Regions from separate parts of the Sus scrofa genome. Here region 1 is linked to region 2. A link is a contact called in public HiChIP or PLAC-seq data. All regions are on one chromosome and are shown on one strand. The core of a region is the stretch at or near the end of the contact, and the rest is flanking DNA. Distances in the headings are between cores, read along the strand shown. Region 1 holds the start of CDK6 (a long non-coding RNA gene). Region 2 holds the start of FAM133B (protein FAM133B).

The links. HiChIP or PLAC-seq counts read pairs in DNA pulled down with a chosen protein or histone mark.
Region 1: an H3K27ac HiChIP or PLAC-seq map of alveolar macrophages shows a contact between it and region 2, with 12 times the contacts expected there. The contact joins the promoter of CDK6 here to the promoter of FAM133B in region 2. A contact is called at or near these places in 2 of 5 promoter capture datasets (fetal liver and liver), 2 of 47 Hi-C or Micro-C datasets (embryonic fibroblasts and mesenteric adipose tissue) and 2 of 2 datasets of contacts at active chromatin or transcription factors (alveolar macrophages and skeletal muscle).

Annotation. Positions count from the first base shown.
Region 1 is chr9:72,763,916-72,768,484 of Sscrofa11.1, forward strand. CDK6 (a long non-coding RNA gene) reads right to left here and starts at 1,716. Exons shown (of 8, transcript XR_002347034.1): 1 at 1,500-1,716. It overlaps LOC102161391 (a long non-coding RNA gene), which reads right to left. Exons shown (of 3, transcript XR_002347038.1): 3 at 2,907-4,569.
Region 2 is chr9:72,501,007-72,505,777 of Sscrofa11.1, forward strand. FAM133B (protein FAM133B) reads right to left here and starts at 2,816. Exons shown (of 11, transcript XM_005667601.3): 1 at 2,661-2,816. The coding sequence starts at 2,684.

The DNA of each region.
Region 1 (4,569 bases), core at 466-2,965, 260 kb after region 2:
ATTACCTGCCCCGCCACCGCTGGCGCCCTTGCCTTCTGCCAGGAATTAAAGAAACAAACTCTACAACCCCCACAGTATGCAGGCGGAGGGAACAGCAGCGAAGACAGAGTCCTTCACACTCACTCTACTCAAAACTCTCCTTAAAAGGTGAAGGCGAAGCCTGGGGGGAGCCGAGGAACAAGCCCCCAGAGCCAGCACCGCGGTCTGAGCCAGGACAAGGGCCACACAGGTAGCGCAGGAGCAGCCGCAGACTGAGCGGCCCGCCCCTCCCGTGGCCCCCCTCCCCGCCCCAGTCCTGCCCGCCGCTCAGCAGCGAAGGAAGCGTCGGGGACGTCCCACCCCCGCAGGGAACTGAGCCCGCTGCCCCCGCCTGGCCCCGCACCGCCCGCCTCCGCTCTCCCCCCTCGCTCTCCGGACGGTCGGCTCCGGCGGAGAGAAACGGGAGCAGCAGTGCCTTTCCCCCCCGCTCTCCTCCACTTTTTTTTGTTGTTGTTGTTGCTTTCCCACGCTGGCTGAATGTGACTTGACCCCATTTCAAAATAGTTTGACATAGTGCTTCAACATTTCCGCATTCCTCCGCGACTACAAAGGCTGCAGCCGCCTCCTTCTGCTTTCTGTCTCTGCTCTCTGTCTTCACACTCAATGAAATCCTTCATGTGCCTCTCTCCAAGCCTGCCAAGCACCGCAAGGGTCGCCACCAGCGCAGCGACAAGAGGCCGCACCGGGGACCACGACTCCCGCGTGTGCGCACACGCAGATGCTCCCACGTGCACAATGACCGGCGCAGTGCTGGGCCCGAAGGTGCTCACCCGGGGCGTGCATTTTAACTTCAATATTTTAAATTAGGAGAGTAAATTGGGAAACCAAAGCAAGCGTGCATCATTGCGGGGCTCCCAGCCCGGGCGCCGGGCGCCTGCGTGCACTCCTCTAAATGTGCCTAAACGCCCGCAGTGGTTGCCAGCAAAAAGTCTGCGTTAACATTTATCTCACGGTGGGAAAGGTGAAGCCCCCACCCACAGGGTCAGCGAGATGGAGGGCGAGCTTTCGTGGTGAAATAAATATAGGGCACCCAAACATCCCCCCGCATCGAGTCTCCAAAAGCATGCACTTTAAATCCTAAATGTGGGTTATTATGTGAGTTTCCAGGTGGAGTTTGAGTTCCGTTTGAAGAAACCGGATAAGAAGTGTTTGTGTGGGTGTTTGTGCGCAAGGCTATGCGGGATCAAGCACAGGATCTCGGCGTTAGGGGGGTGTCCCTCGTGTGGGATATACCCCTCTTAGCCAGATTAGGAGAAACTTTTGCGCCCCCAAACTGGCCCCCGTAACAAGTCCGCCTCGGGTTGTAAGGGGTTAACTAAAGTGGATTCCGAAAACCTACCACCCCTCCTCCGCACCCGTCGCCCCTACCCACCCTCGCTTCGGACCCCCGCCAAGCCCCGAAATCTCCCCTGGGGACCCCCCACCCAGCAGCCCACCCACCCGAGAGCACAGCTCCTCACCTGATGGGCCTCGCCGCTTCGGGCTTCGCGAGGGGGCTGCGGGTGTCAGTACGACCTTCGCACGTGTCCACCGCGGCGCGGAGCAGGTAACTCGGCTCGGAGGAAGAAGTCACCAGCCCTCTCTCCGGCGAGGGGGTGGGCACTGCGGCGGAGGGCGGAGGGACGGCGGAGGGCGCCGCCCGCGCCGCTCGCTGGGGGCGGACGGGGGCCGCGGGGCTCCGGCCCGCGCTAGGGGCCCGAGTTGGGGAGGCGGCGGAGGCAGCGGGGCGGGGCTGGGGGGCCGGGAGGCCGACTCCGCCGAGACCCTCCCCGCCGCAGCTAGGTTGGGGGCTCGCCGCGCAGTGGCAAGCAAGTGTGCAAATTAAAGCCTTCCGGAGAGAGGGGAGGCGGCCGAGACCCGGCTGTGCTCGGAACCTCCTGGCCCCCTAGCTCTCCGCTCCGAGTAGGGGGCGAAGAAGGGAGGGGGGGAGTTAAATGAAAATTTCCGGCTTTCACTGCCACTGGAGTGGGGATCTTGCGACTAAAATAAAAGGCGTGAGAGGGAGAGTGGAATGTGTCGTCGGGAGTCGGTGGAGTTACCAAATCCAGGGTCGCCCGGAGTTGGGGTTTTGACAGAGTGAGGTGGGGGTATCGGCAGTCTATGATGCAAACGGATGGGAAAAACAGAACAACCAACAGTAATTATGAAGGTCTGTAGGGAGGGTAAAAGCGACACTTTCCAAGAAACTGAAAAATCAGACCAAAAAAATAACTCTTCTCTATTAAAAAAAAAAAATTGGCAGGACGCCTTGTAGAAAAGAAAATACTAATCTGTCCAAAGCACTTTTCACTTTCAGCATGAACTGCATTTGTTTTGTTGTCCTTCGCTTCCTTTCGGCCTCACCAAGCCCTATCTCTTCCTTTTGGACAGAGAATATGATTTGGAAATTGTCAGGCACTTTTGTGGTTAACGATCTACTTGATGGGGCTGGCCGGTTCACAATTATTAAGTGGCTAGCAACTGTTGAGGGTTCACTGAGGTATTTCTGGGGAGCTAAGAAGCCTAAAATTGATTGTAAATAACAGAACTGCAAGATAACACACACACACACACACACACACAGAACACAATTCGGTGGGTGCTCAGTTGAAATGCATTATTGGAATTCTGAAATTTGAAACCTTGTAAGAATGCATATTTTACCTGCTGAGAAAACCTGAATACAATTATTTCAGGTGAAAATGAGATTTTGGAGAAAAAGAAAAGTCTTCTAGACTTTCTACAATGAAGTAAAACAAACCTTAAAATAGCTGTTTTTAGGAAAAAATTTCAGTATTGTCCAAAATCTCTTTCTGTAAAATACTTGAAACTTTTTAAAACATCTTTAATGCAAAGCCTAAAAAATTTTATTTATTTCAGTGCTCTGTGGAAAAATTAAAACCCAACAAAATTCTGTTGGAATTGAAAATATTATTCTATAAATCTTTTTTGACTTTTTGAATTAAACCGTGTTGCTAATTTCATAGTACATCAAAATTTTGCCTTTATAAAATTAATTCTATACTGCAGTGTGAAGTAACAAGTTAGGTAAATAAAAACTGTTGCATTTCCATTGGCAAATATTTTGCACTGAATTATAATAATTTTTCTTAAAAACTAAAAATGAATAATTGTGGTTTTTATGCTCTAGATAATTCATAAAATATACTTTGTCCTTAGAAGCATATCTTCTAAAATGAAATCCAATTTCTGAACAAAATTCTGTTCAGATAATGTGTAAAATTATCTACAATATCCTATACCTTATAGACTTAAGAAAGCAAATTGCTGGATTTTGTATTTATATACAATACTGGATTATTACAAATCACCAATTAGACTTTAAATGAGGAACAAATGGGAATCCTCCATTTTGATAATTGCTCACACTTGTCAGTGTTTTTTAAAACAAGATTTACTTGCTGGCAATTAACACATTTATGTAATTCAGAAATAACTGTCAATAAATAGTCCTAGGAAACAGCAAATGATTCTAAGAATTTGAGTAAATAATTTGTTTAAAAATATTAAGCTATAGTATCTTTTAAATTAACAGAAAAAATGTCTTTCTACACTGGGTTGCATTTTTAATTACTGGATTTGACAACCACCACAGATGGATTAGAAGCTCCATGATTTAGATTACCAGATCACTTGGGCAATGTCTACAACAATGAAACTTTATTTAATTACATATGTTAATACTGAGTGCTACCTCTCTTTATGTCATGTGCTTACTCTGATACTGTTAATTTATCATTGGTCACTCTCCCTGGTTATGGATCACATTAACTCCAAGTTGGTTAAAACTTGAGATCAGGAAGTTTTACAATGGATTGCATAAAATTAGTAAACACCAGATTGTTTTGTTTATAGATAACTTCCTCTGTGGGTAACAGGTTATCATAACAAAATTTGCGCAAAGTTTATAAACTGTGAACCCAATTCCGACTCCTTTGTTTAGGAGTATTCGATGAATGAAAACATGGCATTCAGGATTTGTGCCCATATTTTCACACCGCATCTCCAGTATTCTAAAGCTGCAAATCATCTTAGAGTTTTTAAAAAATTGGAATTCATGGAATTATCTCTAGATATGATGTTGTAGCTTACCTTAAAAGTTTTCTTAGTGTCACATAAGAGATATATTCTGTGTGTGAACATTTTATATCAAATATCTGTAAATGTTTTCACTAAAATAAAAATATTATTTTAAATTCTGGTCTATAATTTATAACACTTTAAGAAATGAGAAATTTATTTAAAGTTACTAATTGTATAATGTACATCTAATTCTAAATGATCTCTGATTTCTATTTGCCATTTGAATTTATAAAATACATGTTCCAGAAACTCAGAAATGAGGTTTTACTAGAATCTACTACACAATAACTTTAGAGATCCATGTAAATTTATACTTTTTGTCTGTAAGCTCTCCTGTTTATCATTTTGATTAAAAAAACTTTTCTGAATTAGTAATTTTGAAATCAGTTACCCTCATTTTTAACTTGATTTATATGTGTATGTGAATATTACATTTGTTGAGTAACT
Region 2 (4,771 bases), core at 1,566-4,065:
GTAGTTCAGCGTCAACCAAAATAAACTGTTTATGACTTAATCACTTGTAATACTGTGACCTTTTAAATCAAACACTTGTATTTATGTATAACTGAACTCTCTGTGGCCCCAAACTGCCCATGAGTTTGGGTAACAGAAAACAATTTGCTTTTGAGACTCTGGATGGCAAATTGGACTCAAGAGAAAAAATATGTGGGCAGGTAGGAAAAGAGCAATGCAGTGAAACCGCTAAGGACAAAACGTGCAGAAGTGCATTTGTTACTTTGATTACCCATTTTTATCTAGAGGATACATCTATTTTAGTAACATTAAAGAACACGAAGGAAACTTCTAGCAAACAGTGGGCACAAAGGGTGACCATCACAAATTTAAAAGCCCTTTACAAATCTCAAGGATTCAAATGTTCAGTGGAAAAAAGAAAAAAAGCTGCTCAAGAATGTACAATATGGAGTGAACCCCAATGTAAACTAAGGACTTCAGGTGAAAGTGATGTGCTGATGCAGGCTCATTAACTGTAACAAACATGCTGCTCAGGTGTAGGAGTTGAAAGCAGGGGTAGCTGATCAGGTATTACCAGCAGTAGCATATGGGAACTCTCTGCACTTTTCTGTTCAATTCTGCCCTGAAACCAAAACAGCTCTATAAAGTAAAGACTCTTTTTAAAAAAAAAAATACTTTCAACCTGAAATTTATGGCTTTTTAGAAAGCAATTCTGTCCTCTTTAAAACTATGATTTTAAACATCAACATAAAAGGAAGAAAGTCTTTATTTTCAGAGGCAAATGTCCATTTTATTTAAAATCAAGTTATGATGTACTGAACTAAATATCAGATGACCCAAGGTATTTTGTGGGTTTTTTTTGGCCCCAGTTTAAACAGTTACATCTTCTCCTTGAGACTGAATTAGAGATCTATGTCTTTTAACTTCTTAATTTCCTCTTTTCCTTTCCACAACCTTTCAAGTGCATTTAAAATGTTACCAGAACACCCTGTGCCACAACAACACAGCAAGTAATAAGTAGAGCGACAGAGCCGCCCAGTTATTATCAAAATGCTCTAACACATAAAGCTAATTTGAAGTTTTTCAAATGTTTTTTAAAAGGATGTTTAAACCAACACTTTTTGCCAGCAAAACAAAACATCTTAGGCCTCTGCATGAAAACTGTACCCAAAGTCCATTGATTTTTAAACACTTAAGGCCTAAGGTCATTAAAACTTAACATCTTAAGCTCCAGCAGACCATTTCAAAACACCATTAAGGTCTGACCTACAGCCAGGAAGAGTAGAAAAAAACATTCCTCAACCTTGTAGTTAAAGTTCACCACTGTGCTTCCTAGACATCCTTGATTATGAGGAATATAATAAAAATTATAAAATTAAAACAAACATTTTGAAGATAGGAAGTATTTCATAAAAGGAAAGCTCCCTGAAGTTCCTGTTGTGGCTCAGCAGATTAAGAACCCAAGTAGTATCCCATGAGGGTGCGAGTTTCATCCCTGGCTTTGCTCAGTGGGTTAAAGATCCAACATTGCTGCAAGCTGCGACGCAGGTCACAGGTGGGCTTCCAATCTGGTCTTGCTGCTCAGTGGTTTAAAACTCTATCACAGCCAAGCCTAAGAAGTATAGGGCTGCAACCTAAGCTTACTGCTAATCTCTTATGTTTACAGCCCATCCAATCTGATTCATAACCTGGACATTCCAAACCAAGTAGTCTATCATCTAGAATCCCTTTCTCCTACCTGCGCCTGACAAAACGCCCTCTGAACTTCGAATCTCCATCAGATAGGATTTCTTACTTCTGCCATCAGTTATTTCTGTGTATCTTTTATCTCATTTGCTACACTAAGAACTTTCACGCCAAGCACTTTCCTGGCCACCTTGCCTTTTGCAGTCTCCACTATTCTGCAAAATTATGAACAGCAATGATCCCCTCTTAATATGAAGAAACTAAGACTCAGAGAAGAAAAGCAACTTTATCCTAGGTCACCCAACTCACGAGGGACTAAACCTGACATACCAGTCTGTGCCTGATTCCAGAGTCATGCCATTCATTCCCACACAGGGCCTAGCAGGGCGCTGGGGCACGAAGCCAAACGTTTCGATCCTGGTTCTCCAACGGGAGCCTGCCTGCCGCTCGAACTGGGCTCGGTGCAGGTTCCCGCACCGCCCCCGCGTAGGGGCCAAGTCTAAGACCTCTGCGCCTCCATCCCACCTGGATGCACACGAGAATGGCGCGGAGATAGGGTGAGCGATCCCGGTGGAGGCCAAGGGAGCAAGTTCTGGTGTCTCCAAGGGCCTCCGACTTTGGACTCATTTATAGGAAGGAACAGGGTACCCTCGCGGCTCTAGAAACTGGGCACTGCTGACCCGAGTCCGGGAAGGAAGGATGCTGGAGAGCACTGCCAGAAGATGCGGCCGGGCAAACGGGGCGTAGAGTAAAAAGAGACAAGAAAGAAAAGGAAAGGGCACAGGGGGCCCAAAGGCGCCAACTGCGTGCGCGGCGCACGCGCGTCTCGGGCCGGTGCGGGTGGAGGGAGCTGGGTCTCCCCGCCCGAGGTCCGAGCGCCGCCGCTCTCAGGCCCAGTTGGGAAGAGCGAGGGGTCCCGTGCTTCTGCCGCCGGGCCCTGTGTCGCCTCATTGTTTCCCCAACAGAGTACTCACCACCCGATTGTCCCGCTTTCCCATGGTGCCGAACCGAGCGCACAGGCAGCCAAGGAGAGACAGCAGGCCAGAAAGGATGCCGAAGCGGGCCGGACGCAGGTCCCTCCGCCAACTCCCCACCCGGTCCGGAGAGCGGCACCGCGAGGACCTGGGGGCCGCGTCTGGCCACAGCGCCACCTACCGCCGCGGAGGAGAGACGGGCGCCCCCGCTTACCCGCGGTTCCCAGGGGTTTTCTGGGGATTCCTGTTCTGTACCATTCACCCGGTACAGCAGCCTCGCCAAGGCAGCTCACTTCCATTTGGCCTTAGATTGCTTTGCCTTCTTCTATTCCTGGTGCATTTAAATCCTCATTCGAGGGGATATAATAATTACTCCAACGCTTATTATGTGCTTAGCATAGTGCATATATTGGGGATAAAATGAGGACCAGGACCCCTCACAGAGCCCATCAGGTTGTGGGCCAGAAGACAGTGCTGTCGTACACATTGCTAAAGAAATTGCCTTTTAGGTGTTCTCGTAGTGGCTCAGCGGTAGCAAACCCCGCTAGTATCCATGAGGACGTGGGTTCAATCCCTGGCCTCCCACAGTGGGTTAAGGATCCAGGGTTGCTGTGGCTGTGGTGTAGGCCAGCAGCTGCAGCTCCCATTCGACCCCTAGCCTGGGAACTTCCATATGCTGCAGGCGCAGCCCTAAACTAAAAAAAAAAAAAAAAAAAAAAAAAAAAAATTTAAATTCACTTCCATTTATCCATCATTCATGCATTCATTTCACACATTTTTCTTTTTTTTCCTTTTTAGCACCGCACCTGCGGCATATGGAGGTTCCCAGGCTAGGGATTGAATTGGAGCTGTAGCCCCAGGCCTATGCCAAAGCAACACCCCAGATCCAAGCGGTGTCTGCAACCTGCACCAGACAGCTCATGGCAATGCTGGAACCCTAACCCACCTGAGCGAGGCCAGGGATGGAACCTGCTTTCTCATGGATACCAGTCAGATTCCTTTCTGCTGAGCCAGGAGGGGAACTCCTCACACTAATTTTTGAACTTTTACTTGGTAATTCATTAACAGTGACTGGAAGCTGGATGTAGCGCAAGACACAAAGCTGATTAAGACATAAGTCCTACCTTCAAAGGGCCTGTTTATAAACTGGTAAGGGAGATAGATGCACTCAGGGCCAATTTTACTGCATGACACGTCATAATAATGTCAGCACAATACTAAAACTTCAAGGGAGATGTTCTGGGCTCCAGAGAAATTGTCATTATATTTATTATTAATGGAGCTGGATAAAGCTGGGCCTATCTCAGCACAATGTCATCAGAAAATAATTGATCCAGGAGTTCCCGTCGTGGCGCAGTGGTTAACGAATCCGACTAGGAACCATGAGGTTGCGGGTTCGGTCCCTGCCCTTGCTCAGTGGGTTAACGATCCGGCGTTGCCGTGAGCTGTGGTGTAGGTTGCAGACGCGGCTTGGATCCCGTATTGCTGTGGCTCTGGTGTAGGCTGGTGGCTACGGCTCTCATTAGACCCCTAGCCTGGGAATCTCCATATGCTGAGGGAGCGGCCCAAAGAAATAACAAAAAGACAAAAAAAAAAAAAGAAAAAGAAAAAAGAAAATAATTGATCCATTTGGATTTTTTTTCCAGATCCTGGAAAATGGCAATATGGGCTTATATTCAAATATAAGAAAACTCTTTAAAATCATCTTTCCCAATTTCTGTCTCCCTCCCTCCCTCATGCTGCATTGCACAACAGATGATGTCAGCTCCTGTTTTATCTCTTGGAATTTTCCCAGACTCTCAGATGTAGCCGTTGGCGGTTCTATTCCCACTGAAAATTCATTCTCCTTAGTAACCCACTCTGCTTTTTACTGTAAATTGAGCCTCTAAGCTTTCATTTATCTTCCTCCTCCTCCATCACCCTTGACTTAAGTTGGGGATTCTTCAGCCAAAGACAGGCTTCTCTTTGTTATACACAAGAGGAAGAGGAGAATCTGTGAATATTAAGGTTTTTTAATGGCTCATTTATAATGTTGTTAATATTCCAGGAACTTTACAGATATTATTTCCAACACTTCAGCATAAGCATTCTCTGTGGGAGAATATAGTTTT